Linked DNA regions of Danio rerio: region 2 is linked to region 1. Evidence: chromatin contacts called from public Hi-C data. All regions are on one chromosome and are shown on one strand. The core of a region is the stretch at or near the end of the contact, and the rest is flanking DNA. Distances in the headings are between cores, read along the strand shown. Region 1 overlaps pmp22b (peripheral myelin protein 22b). Region 2 overlaps LOC108191741 (a long non-coding RNA gene).

Region 1 (6,814 bases), core at 1,317-3,816:
TATATATATATATATATATATATATATATATATATATATATATATATATATATATATATATATATATATATATATATATATATATATATATATAACAGAAGCATTTATTTGAAATAGAAATAAAAGTACTTGATTCAAATGAAAGTCAATAGTGTGCTGTATGTCTGCTTTGTGGAAGTTTGGGATTGATGAGGAATGTCGTGGCAGATGTTTCAGTTTATTGTTTAGTATGTATTCTGCCTTTGGTATGTCCAATTATGTTGAAAGGATTCAGTGTTTATGCTTTACCACTGCTATGCTCAAATATGAACAGCCAACTATTCCAGCATATGTTTTACACAACGGATGGCCTTCCAGCCACAACCCTGTACTGGGAAACATGCACCCACACATTCACATTCACGCGCTCATGCCACCCCTTTGCTTAAATATAATCAATTATTTTTCTTTGTTGACCATGAAGATATTTGCCGCATTTTATTTCTGTTTTTGCACATACAGTGAAAAAACAATGGGGTCCAAAACATAGATTTTCAACTGTTTATTAATGCAAATTGCTAGTCAGACTTGCAGCAACTCTGTGTAGGCTTGTAGAAATGTTCAAACAGCTATAATAATGGGGGAGAAATGGGATTAACTGACTTTGAATGTGGCATGTTTTATTGATGCCATATGAGCTTGTCTGAGTATTTCACAGACTGCTGATCTACTGGAATGTTGATGAATGATCAAAATACAGAATCTTAAAAAAAAAAAATAATTAAAAAGGTGAAATTAACCATTGATCTGCAGTTTTGTGAAATGCCTTGTTGATCCCAGATGTCAGAGTTGAATCAGGTAACTCGATAACCACTTGTTACAACTGAGGTTTGCAAGAGAGCATCCAAAACCAATGTGGACCTTTGATAAGATCAGAAAACCTGGTACTAGCAAAATGCACCTGCTAATGTGGTCTGCATGGTAACTCCCAACATCATAGCAAGCTTTTGGATTAGTGGGAATATAGAACTGTTTTTTATAGGCTAGCATTTGTTTACTGAAAGATTTATTAGGGAATTAAACATTGATCTTGTACATGATCACCATGAATATGGTCTAACATTAACCCTAATAAGTATATGGATTAGTTCACTGGGATTTTGATGAACAATTAAAATACAGAATGTTCAAAAGAGAAATGATCCATTGATCAGCAGTTTTGTTCACGTAAATGCCTTGTTGATCCCAGATGTCAGAGGTGAATCAGGTAACTCGATAACCACTTGTTACAACTGAGGTCTGCAAGAGAGCATCCCAGAACAATGTCGACCTTTGATGAGATCAGAAAACCTGGTACTAGCAAAATGCACCTGCTAATGTGGTCTGTATGATTCCATAAAGAAGTCATAACATCATAGCAAGCTTTTGGAATGTGGGAATGTAGAAGAACTGTAGGTTTTTTTTATAGGCTACTATTTGTTCACAGAAAGATTCATTAAGGAACTAAACATTAATCTTGTACATGATCACCATGGATACGGTCTAACCCTAAGAAGAATATGGATTGGTCTACTTGGATTTTGATGAACAATTAAAATACAGAATGTTCAGAAAAAGAGCAATTATCCATTGATCAGCAGTTTTGTTCATGTAAATGCCTTGTTGATCCCAGATGTCAGTGGTGAATCAGGTAACTCGATAACCACTTGTTACAACTGTGGTCTGCAAGAGAGCATCCCAGAACAATGTGGACCTTTGATAAGATCAGAAAACTACAAGCAAAATCCACCTGCTAATGTGTTCTGTATGGTTCCTCCTGACATCAATGCAAGCTTTTGGAATAATGGGAATGTAGAACTGTAGAGTTTTTCTTATAGGCTACTATTTGTTTACTGAAAGATTCATTAGGGAGCTAAACATTGTTCTTGTACCTGATCACCATGAATATTGTGTACCCTTAACCCTAGTGATATATGGATTAATCGACTGGGATTTTGATGAACAATTAAAATACAGAATGTTCAGAAAAAGAGAAATGATCCATTGATCAGCAGTTTTGTTTGTGAAATGCCTTGTTGATCCCAGAGGTCAGAGGTGAATCAAGAAACTCGATAACCACTTGTTACAACTGAGGTCTGCAAGAGAGCATCCCAGAAGTGGACCTTTGATAAGATCAGAAAACTAAGAGCAAAATCCACCTGCTAATGTGTTCTGCATGGTTTCATAAAGAACTCATACAGTATCATCAGTGCAAGCTTTTGGAATAGTTGGAATCTAGAGGAACTGTTGTTTTTTTATAGGCTACTATTTGTTCACTGAAGGATAACCCTAGTTAGTATATGGATTGTATTCAACAGAAGAAGGTTATGCATGTTTGGAATGACATGAGAGCACTGATTATGTAAAGCGTGTCTACATGTCAAACGTGTCGTTGCTGATCTCTTTTCTATCTCAGTCTCCCTCTTCCGTGCCCAAGCAGTAATCAGTGGAATGCATGGGTTGTCCAGCATGTCTATTTCTTATCCAAGGGTCATTCCTTTAGCATCAGGTTTCCACCTCTCTATCTCTTTCCTCTCATGTTCAGCTGTGTCTGCCGCTCTTCTTATAGCCACTACAACTGTCAAGCCACCACAGCTTTACGAAAAGATCAGTCTACTACAGAATAAAGCAAAATCAGAGCCAATACTCTACACTACAGAAGAAACATGTTCTAAAATTAGACCCTCGGATTCAGATTTGTAATATTAGATTAACCAGAGTGGATAACCGCATGCCATTGAGAATAAAAAAGTAAAGCAGTAAAAACCATGAACCAGCTATGACAAGTATCACAATATTACAAATGACAATTGGTCAAAATTGTCAGCTATGGTACTGTATATGATTGTGCTATGGTACAAGGTGTACTCATGCAATCTCATGAAGCAATGCAAATGATAGTCCAATTATAATCTATCTATCTATCTATCTATCTATCTATCTATCTATCTATCTATCTATCTATCTATCTATCTATCTATCTATCTATCTATCTATCTATCTATCTATCTATCTATCTATCTATCTATCTATCTATCTATCTATCTATCTACCTACCTACCTACCTACCTACCTACCTACCTATAATCTATATTAAATTAATTTGAATATATTTTGGCTATTGTTGATATTCAGGAAATTTCAAATGCACTTTTTTAACCAAAGAGGCTAGAAAAAATGTAACGAATTAATTATTATTGTATTATTAATAACATTATTATTATTATGTTTTAATTATTCATTTTTATTGAAATGGCCAAATTGTGACTAAGGACAGTTGAATGTGCAGGCCAGTTTGTTTTTCGTCTAATGAATGATAGTAGGCTACTTTTTTTTTTTTTACTTTAAAACTTTAACAGATTGCTATTTTATCCTAATGATATATGATGTAATAAATTTGTTTTGTTTTTTAATTGCTGTTTTTAGGAAACATTTTAGTACATCAAAAATTATGGTTATGATGATTTTTGACTAGCTAATCCAGCAAAAAAAAAAAAAAAAAAAAAAAATGTCACTAAAATGCAATATTTAAATCTCATAGTTAAATAGAAACTGAGGGGTATAACTGCAAAAAAGCCCACTTTTTGAGAATAAAAGAACGACACCTTTCACCAGGCTGGCTACAGGTCTGTAAATTGCTATAGCTTTTTTTTTTTTTTTTTTTTTTATATTGGTTTTATGTATTTCTGTTGTAATTATATGTGAATACAATTATGTATACATCATCTCCAAAGTAAATCTATAAATAAAGAAACCCAGCTGAACCGAGCGCTCTAGCACACAAATGCTCGCATCTAAATACGCATGACAACTAAGTCAATGGAAAAGCGGTTGTTCCTTGCGCCACCTGGTAGCTATTGCGTAAAACGCAGAAAAAGGCAGCCTTTAGAGCTGCAGTAAATCGCGTGACTGCGGTTGACAAATTGCAGTATTGCACATGCATAAACACGCGTTCTCCGTAGCCATACCTGTTTCTGTCTCTCTGTCTTAAATATTTTTATTTATTCCTATTCAACCATCCATCCAAACGATTTATCTTTTTTCTTTATTTATATCTATCTATCCATCCATCTATCTGTCTGTCCAAAATATCTTTTTTTCAGTAATCAGTTATTATTATTTAAATGTCTATTGTAAATAGAATATAGAAAAATTTCACCTTTATCTGGTAAAACATTTTACCGACATTTCATTTCAATCCTAGAAAAATCTACACTTAAGATCAGAAGCAAATTGACTTCTTTGCACTTTTTTTGGAGATGAATTGGCAATCCAAAATTCAAGCAATGATCTCATTAACAGAAAAACCATAAAGCGCAGGCAGACAGGGATAACCCTAAAAGGGCATTGGTTTGCACTTGTAAAATATCTCAGAATGGAAACAAATGTAGAAATGGAATTTGTTTTTAGGACAACTCATCAGAAACCATGTGAGGAGACTATTCTTGTATACATCCATAAATACACTGGTGTTCTTCTATCAGTGTTTGCATATACTATATATGAGGGGCTACCGCACCCAGACAATACAAATGACACAGTAAATCTCTCAATTATCTCTCAACAATGAAGCAAAAATAGCAGCACATCCCCTCACACAGTTTATATATTCACTGTTACTAAGTTTGCCCTCAGTTTATCTATCCTCACATGAAGTAAACAGACTGTCTTTTCCTTCCTTCAGAGTTGTGACATTTGGAGTTTCCTGATATAAAGTGCGGCTGGACTGGTTTTGAACTTGACAACACCCTATGTATTTCCGTCAGCAGTCATGCGTGTGTATTTCAGGACAGAAGATTTGGTTTTGGAAGGCCTTGTGTTTGCATTTAGAGAGGTATGTATGGTCCTGAGTGTGAAGAATGTGGCTTAACGGATGATAAATATGCAGCGGGGGAAACATAACACAGGGGTGCAAGTACGTGCGCTAATAGTAGACCTTCATAACCTCGGTTTGGTGCATGAAACAGCTCTCTATATTAGGATGATGAATAGGATTTCACGCATACTTTAGCTGCCAGTGTTGAGTAGCTTCGCCACGCCAGCTGTTCCGCATCACTCCCAGTGTAAATTACAGCATTCAGGTGATCTTAGGATGGTTTCAAACTTGGTTACAAATCCAAGATGGAAATGACAATTCTGATTTTTGCCTGGCCATGCAGGAGTGATTTTGCATCACACTTTTAGGACTGATGTGTACATAAAAAAACATATAAAGTTCATTGTATATAGTAAATAAAAAATGGCCATTACATTTGTCTGCGTTACTAGAAACTCTTTTCTGATGGCTTTTCATTTAAAGACAAGTCAATTTAAGAAATGCATTAGACTAGGAATGTTTAATGCATTGATAAATTCACTGTTGTTCATTAAGTTATGGGTTTTTCTAATTCAGTATACATACACTCACCGACCACTTTATTAGGTACACCTGTCCAACTGCTAGTTAATGTAAATTTCCAATCAGCCAATCACATGGCTGCAACTCAATGCATTTAGGCATGTAGACATGTTCAAGATAATCTGCTGCAGTTTAAACCAAGCAAAAAAAAAAGATAATTTAAGTGACTTTGAACATGACATGGTTGGTACCAGACTGGCTGATCTGAATATATCAGAAACTGCTGATCTACTGGGATTTTTACGCACAACTATCTCTAGGGTTTACAGAGAATGGTCTGAAAAAGAGAAAATATCCAGTGAGCGGCAGTTCTGTGGGCGCAAATGCTTTGTTAATGTCTGAGGTCAGAGGAGAATGACAGATTAGTTTGAGCTGATAGAAAGGCAATATTAACTGAAATACCCACTCTTTACAATTGAGGTAAGGAGAAGAGCATCTCTAAATGCACAACATTTTGAACCTTGAGGCAGATGGGCTACAGCAGCAGAAGACAGCGAGTGCCACTTCTGTCAGCTAAGAACAGAAAACTGAGACTACAATTCACACAGGCTCACCAATATTGGACAATAGAAGATTGGAAAAATGTTGCCTGGTCTGATGAGTCTTGATTACTGCTCCGACATACGGATGGTAGGGTCAGAATTTGGCATCAACAACATGAAAGCATGGATCCTTGCCTTGTATCAACCAATCAGGCTAATTGTGGTGGTGTAATGGTGTAGGGGGTATTTTCTTGGCACACTTTGGGCCCATTGGTACCAATTGAGTATCGTGTCAACACCACAATCTGCCTGAGTATTGTTGCTGACCATGTCCGTCACTTTATGACCAAAGTGTATCATCTTCTGATGGCTACTTTCAGCAGGATAACACACCATTTCTTAAAAAGCAAATCATCTCAGACTGTTTTTTTTAGTATTACAATGAGTTCCCTGTACTTAATTGGCCTCCACAGTCACCAGAACTTAATCCAATACAGCATCTTTGGGATGTGGTGGAACTGAAGATTCGCATCATGGATGTGCAGCCAACAAATCTGCAGCAATTGCGTGATGCTATCAAGGCAACATGGAGCAAAATCTCTGAGGAATATTCCAATACCTTGGTGAATCTATGCCATGAAGGATTAAAACAGTTCTGAAGGCAAACGTGGGTCCAACCAGGTACTAGTATGGTGTACCTAATAAAGTGGCCATCAAGTGTATATTAATATTTGAATGTTGAATTTTTTTTCATTTCTCAATTAACTAGATTTATATACCTAATAATAGTTACGGATCTGTTACTTAATGTTCCCATTTACATTAAGTTTAATGAGGGTTACTTGTTGACTTTCAAACCATTTTTGTCCTACTTTGATGTCAATATCAGTTTGCAACACTCTTCGAACTATCTTCT
Region 2 (7,317 bases), core at 2,613-5,112, 83 kb after region 1:
AATTTTACAAATGAGATTACAATTTAATATGACTTAGCCACTAAATCAAAAAGTTTAACATATCTATAAATCATAATAAAGACTTTAATATTCAATACATTTAACATTAAAAACACTTCTGTTCTTGCTGTTGTTTTTGAAGTGATATTTGACCCATATATACAGTACAGATGCACATGTGTTGCCCCAAGCCAGAGCATTTCCATGAAGTATATGAATAAAATTCCTTTTTTCTTCTACTTCAAATATCTCTCAAACAGAAAACAGACATCAGTTGTCTGCGAAGCTTGAGTTCAGTGTGAAACCCGCCAGCCCTGCTTTTGCATTCTTCAGCTATGGTCAAAAACAAACCCAAAACAACAAAAGGTCTGGAATGTCCATCTCTGTGGTTTGTTACAGGAACAAAACACTAAAGCCTGTCTCTGTTTTGCAGGGTGACAGTTTTCCAGTTTCTTCAGTCTTTCATCCATCCATCCATCCTCCCCCTCAGATTGAGAAATGCCATGCGTCTCTGCTGGAGAATTGTCTTTTTCCTTCTCTATTTGCTGCCCGGTGGAGAACAGAGCATCTCTTTCAGGAGGAGGAGGACAGAAATTTGGGTTGGTTTATGAGCACAGTGGTTTGTCTCTGTATCCTGTCCTGATACGGCTTTCTCTGAGGAGACTGGACAGTGAAGGATGAATGTTTGTGATGGACAGATGGAACATTGGAGACTACTGTAACACAACACATTTCATCCATCATAAGTCAGAAGGAGAATTGCCAAGTGCTTTTGGTTTGTGTTTCTGGCCAAACTTCCAGTTAAAATAATTAAACATCAATTATTTATTTAATTCGTTGACTACCGTTTTTGACTTTTCGTTAAAATAAAAATGTGAAAACTAAAATGTTGATCATTTTGATGAATTACAAACATGACAACAAAATAGGTATTTATTTTTTGTAAAAAAAAAAAAAAAAAACTATAAAATATAAAAAAAATAATATTGATATGATGGATATTATTAATATTTAAAAACTGATAAAAGTAATAATGATAATAAAAAATAATTGCAACAAAAAACGACAACAACAATAATCATTATTTCAATTAAATTCATCTTTATTTCTATAGCACATTTATAATGTAGATTGTGTCAAAGCAGCTTAACATAGAAGTTCTAATACATTGAAACTGAAACTGTTAGTCCAGTTTTCAGATTTTAAGTTCAGTTTAGTTTAGTTCAGTGGTTTAATTTTCACTGCTAAAAGTCCAAACACTGAAGAGCAAATCCATCAATGTGCAGCTCTACAAGTCAGTGGCAAACAACCAACTTCACCAATTGACGACAGTGAAGGAAAAAACCTCAAGAGAACCAGGCTCTGTTGGGCATGACCATTTCTCCTCTGGCCGAACTTTTTGTACAGAGCTGCAGTCTTTGCATTGGAGGCTAGAGAACACTTGACGTCCATCGTGGAGAAGCTGCAGGCGTGAGTAGGTCACCATTGGGTGTACAGGCTCACAGGATCAATGTGAAGACTTGTTTGTTTCATGCTCTCCACTCCTCTATGACCGCCACAGCATCTGATCAGGATACAGCCTGGTCCAGGATTATGGAGACCTCTAGAAGTCCTCTATGGTTGGCATCATCACTTTGCATGTGTTGTCCTTGAGGTCCTCGATGGTTGGCATTATCTTTTCACAGGTCTTGGATTACATCAATGGCGCTCTCTTGAGTATCCCCAGGTGGACATGGAGAATAAAGACATTGCTATAGTAATTGCAGTAAAAATGATTATAGTAATAATAATGAAGATGATTTTTAAAGACCGATCTCAACTTAACTATATATTTCCTCACCAGGTGAAATTATGCAACATTTCAGTTTTTTTTTTTTTTTGGAGGGAAGAAATTGTGATGATTAAAATGGATATAATAAAAACAATAATTGTTTTTTAAAAAGTAAATAGGGTGTGTAACTAAATGATACAAATGCTAATTATAAACATAAACATCGCTCCTGTCAGGTTGTGAGATAATTCAGAGGCCCATCTTTACCCATGTGCTTTCAGCTCGTAATGTGCCGACAGACAGAAAGCCAACAGCTGAGAATGCAGAGCTCCAGCATGTGAACGCAAACCTTACAAGAACGTGATGAGTGGCTGTGCTGGACACCCTACTAATGTATGGACAACATCTTAGACAACCTGATTTCACACTAACAGTTTACTTTTGATCAAAAGCTTATGAGTAACAATGATTAGAATGTAGATCATGTTCCATCAATTGTTTTATAAAATCTTTGCTCTAAATTTCTCAAAACTCAATTTTATTTAGTAAACCCTTAATTAGCCTTAGGGATGCACCGATCCCGATACTTGAATCGAATATTGGTTCAATACCACATATTTTTGCTGGATTGGTTATCAGCCAGCTGGAACTGATCCAAATCTGATCTTGCGTGTGCGCTCTATTCAGTGTAATTTATTAGCTAACAAAAGCCACGAAGGTAGCGTATTATATGGCACTAGAAAGCTGTCATGTAGGCCTACTATATCCCAAATGTTCTAAAGCCATTTAATAGTTTAATGTGAAGTACAGATAAATATTCAAGTGCTTAAATTCATGTTCAGTTCAGCACTTCTCTCTGCTGTGCCTGTCAATCATTCTCAATTCATTCACAATTTAATTTAAACTGCGTGTCTTGTTCGTCTATGACAACACAAAAAACTTTCCCCATGACTATTTGTTCTTATTTAAATAATTAGTTGAGAAATGCATTTAGTTTTGCATTAAATGGGTTCATTTTGACCTGCAACAAGGAGTTCATTGCTGCTTCTAAATCATGTTGCGCTGTGTCTGTTAGATCAGCAGATCACATTCGCTACACAGGAGTAGAGAGAATTATTACACGGTTATCTTCACACGCAAAGTAGGCTTACCTGAAATTTTAAATTAGAAAAGGCTCAATACTATATTGGACAGAGCCTCGACACACTGATTTCCTCCCTTTAACCTGCTTGGTTTTGGAAGTGTCCGCAGAGACCGGAGGGCTGCACGCAGTGTCTCAGTGATGTGGCAATCACTTTATTCACGTAATGGCTGCACAGACGCGATGTGCGCCGCTTCTCACATTCTGTTCTCTCCTCCTTCCAGCAAGTTTATTTTTTCTGAGGTGAATACTTTCAGTGCTGCGAATAGTTTGCAAAGCCTGGCTCATTTTAGTCAGAGTAGTTAATTAAATTAACAAAAGTGAAACTGACGGGGGCAATATGCATTGTCATTAACAAAACAATTATTTAGCCTAATATAGAAAAAAAAAAAATAGAAAAAAATTGGCCCAGGATTAGATCTGTATTGAACAATACTAAACATTTTTGTATTGGATCGGTTCCAAAAAAATGATATTGGTGCATCCCTAATTGGCACATCTTTTAAGGTAATTATCTCAAGATTTAGATTTTTTTTGTTTTTGATCCCTCATTTTAGATTTTCATATAGTTGTATTTCGACCACATATTGTCATCCAAAATAATTGAATTTCAATATAAATAGAGGGCACTGCACATTTTAGTTTGGTGAATTGCACAATAATGCTGGTCTAATGCCACAGAGATCAGCGCTAAACCAACGAGAGTCATGTAGTACAACAGTAAAGTCATTCAGCCTGAGCAGTGCTAAAATTCCTCCTTGTTATTCTTTCCCTCCCTTTCTCCCTGTGTGGTTCTCCTCGTTCAGCCCATGGAGTGAAACAGTAACTGCTGCGGTGAAGCTTCACTTGTTGGTCTGCCGTTCTTCTTCCACGTGCCCATCACGAGTCGGGCCTCCCACGATGGAGCTCCCGGCTGAAGCTCGTCCTGGGAAAGCAGAGGCGTAATCATGGCCGTATTTTAATGAGCTGCTGAAATGCAGAGGAGCTCCTGCCCTGAGAAACAGCTGCAGGCTTCAGTCCATCTATGGAGGAGAGCGTTCAGGAGGAGTCTTCTCTCCCGGGTCAGCAGTGCTTGCCCCTGTATGGCATTACTGTACACTGGACTGCCAGCTCTACTGAAGCCCATTCCACATTTCTGCTGTCTATGAAACACTCTCATCCAAGACACATCAGATGCTCTTGCAAGTACAGTAGCTGCATGCCAAGAACAAGTAAGCTTGCTTAAGCTAGAGCAATAAAGTCAACATAAGTATGATACAATGCAGATTTTATTGCTGTAGACTTTATTCTACAATGCATAAGTGCACTCTTTTTTTTCGCCATTGTTTTAGAACTTTTGATTGAATTTCCTATGGGAGAAATGACAAGGAATAATTAACGGCAGAAAACAGTCAAACTACTTGCTTTACAAACAAGTGTGTTCATGACTATACATAACGTAGAATAATATAATAGAGTAACGTCAGTTTGCAACATCAAGAAGCTTATCAAGCTGTTTTTAACGTCTAAAGTCAATAGAAGTGAATGAGACTGAAGTCTCGAGCCAAAAAGATTCCAATGGCTGCTCCTGCTTGTACGTGAAGAATAAGGTCAATAGCACATTTGAACAACATTTCAATTTCAATCATTTTGTGATTGAAATGTTTCGAGCATAAAATAACACAGACAATTCTACAGACACTTCTTTCTTCACAACAATATTCAGCAATGTTTCAACATTAAAATCTGATCCCTCTAATCGACTCTGAAATCTCTTAAATGGTACATTTCAATCGAGACTTAAAACCTTCCACAGTGTGAGGATAATTATCTTTATATATATATATATATATATATATATATATATATATATATATATATATATATATATATATATATATATATATATATATATTATAAAGATAATCTTTAAAAATACAAGTTTAATTGGTTTAAATCCCAGACTATGGAAGAAGTGTTAAAAATGTGTTTCTTAAATGCAGGGTCATTTGGATAGAAGTGTCTGGAAAATGCATAAATATAGTTGAATTGATTTCATTTTTACCCCAAAAAGAGAAAACACTTACATTTACCCACCCATGTGTCACTCCAAACCTGGATGACTTTTTTTTTTTTTTGTCTACAACAAAGACTACAAAATGCTGCAATATTTTATTTTAAACAGATTGTTTTTATTTAAGAAAAAACTAGAAAAAAGAAAATCACTGTTTCCTCAAAGTTAGTATATTTTACTGTAAAAAGTTGGTCAATTCAATTAAATTTAGTTAAATAAATGAATGAATGAAGGTAGCTGTTTGTACATCAAAACACTGGTGTATTAACACAATAAATGAATTAAATATATGATAGTTTTCTGTAAAATCTAGACATTTCTTTCATGGTTTGTACCATGTAGTAACATAGTAACATTCAGATGTTTTTAACCATGTATTTGACTTTATACAGTATAATTTTCTCTAGCTATAAAACATGTCAAGTAATCAAGGCTTCATGATGTAAAAATTAATTTATACATTCATTTTCTTTCTGGCTTATTCCCTTTATTCATCAGGGGTCACCACAACGGAATGAACCAACTTATGTTTACGCAGCGGATGACCTTCCAGTTGCAACCCAACACTGGGAAAACACCAATACACTCTTGCATTGACACACATATACTACGTCCAATTTAGTTTATGTAATTCACCTATGGCGCATGTCTTTGGACTGTGGGGAAACTGATGTGGACACGAGGAGAGCAGGCAAACTCCTCACAAAAATGCCAACTGATCGGCCAGGGCTCGAAGCAGCGACTTTCTTGCTGTGAGGTGAGAAAAAAAAAACCATATATATATTCATTCATTCATTATCTTGTCGGCTCAGTCCCTTTATTAATCCGGGGTCGCCACAGCGGAATGAACTGCCAACTTATCCAGCAAGTTTTTACGCAGCAGATGCCTTTCCAGTTACAACCCATCTCTGGGAAACATCCACACACACACACACTACGGACAATTTAGCCTACCCAATTCACGTGTACCGCATGTCTTTGGACTGTGGGGGGAACCGGAGCACCCGGAGGAAACCCACGCGAAGGCAGGGAGAACATGCAAAGTCCACAAAGTACAGCCAACTGAGCCGAGGTTCGAACCAGCAACCTTCTTGCTGTGAGGCAACAGCACTACCTACTGCTATATATATATATATATATATATATATATATATATATATATATATATATATATATATATATATATATATATATATATATTTTATTTTTTTTTTTTATTTTATTTTTTTTTTTAAATGCAAATACCTAAATAATTGACTGCATTTAGAAGGCAGTCTTCTGACTACACCATATCTACAGCAAATGAGGTGACTGTAGATTACGTCAGTGTGTTGTGAGTCTCTGTAACCTCGGATGAACTCTTGTGCTACTCTGACATACAGCAAGACCTGATAAAGCTGACTTAAATCACAGCAGTACCACAAATGGCCAGTCCACTCTTCTGAAACAATGAAAGAATTCACAAAACAGAAACTTAAGCAACACATTCTTAATGTATTTCTGGCTTTCTCAATTTCTGAGTGGTCACATTTCAACAATCCTCACAGTACAGTACCTTCTAAACTCTGACAATCAACCAACGATCCCAAAAAAAACAATAGAGCAGCCATATTGTTCTGCCCACTAATCCTCCTACCGGAGACATTGAGATCATACCATCATCCTACACTGATCTCAGTCAAACTCACATCCACCGTCTTCAAGTTCAAGTCTTTTCTGTTCAGCTTTGCCCAAATAAACGAGCAGCCATCCTTTTTTTAAATAATGTCTGTCAAATTATGTATGAACGTATTCCTTTGGTAAATACCATTTAGAATTAGATATGCTTCGCTGTGATAAAAGTAGATGGAAAGAATGCGGACAAGAAAGAGCCTTTTTAGAGCAGATCAAATGAAGTTGAATTATGTGCATCAAACTGAAGAGCATGCAGTGGCGCACCAGCAGGGGAAAGAGCTGCTCTGTCATGACCTCTCTGTAAGGCCAGTGCAATGCTTTGTTTGTCAGAGATCCAGGATCTTAGTGGAGACATTTGTATTGTCACAGACGGAAGGAGATGGAGCTGTTTGACAGAGCAGAACTTGTCCTTTCTCAGACATGAAAATTCAGAAATTAGAGAAAATTACTGTAAAGACTACAGTAAAATGGTATTTTATTATTTTATGTTATTAATATGGGGCGGCATGGTGGCTCAGTGATTAGGGCTCTGGTTCGAGTGGGCTGATCCAGTTGGAATTTCTTTGTGGAGTTTGCATGTTCTCCCGGTGTCGATGTGGGTTTCCTCTGGGTGCTCCGGTTTCCCCCACAGTCCAAAGACATGCGCTGTAAGTGAATTGGATAAACTGAATTAGCCGT

Evidence for each region. A called contact is a pair of places that touch in the nucleus more often than the background predicts.
Region 2: a Hi-C map of embryo shows a contact between it and region 1, with 2.3 times the contacts expected there. The contact joins two enhancer-like sites. A contact is called at or near these places in 2 of 18 Hi-C or Micro-C datasets (caudal fin and embryo).

The regions. Positions count from the first base shown.
Region 1 is chr12:39,245,860-39,252,673 of GRCz12tu, forward strand. All of the region lies in intron 3 of pmp22b (peripheral myelin protein 22b), which reads right to left. All of the region lies in intron 3 of LOC108191741 (a long non-coding RNA gene), which reads left to right. Among named protein-coding and RNA genes, the nearest start is that of pmp22b, 6.3 kb to the right of the region's middle. Within about 2 kb of position 2,567, at least 5 of the 62 cell types and tissues checked have an H3K27ac peak or open chromatin away from gene starts, as enhancers often do.
Region 2 is chr12:39,327,864-39,335,180 of GRCz12tu, forward strand. It overlaps LOC108191741 (a long non-coding RNA gene), which reads left to right. Exons shown (of 10, transcript XR_012388139.1): 7 at 434-599; 8 at 2,053-2,164; 9 at 3,719-4,123. Among named protein-coding and RNA genes, the nearest start is that of si:ch211-152f22.4, 25 kb to the right of the region's middle. Within about 2 kb of position 3,863, at least 7 of the 62 cell types and tissues checked have an H3K27ac peak or open chromatin away from gene starts, as enhancers often do.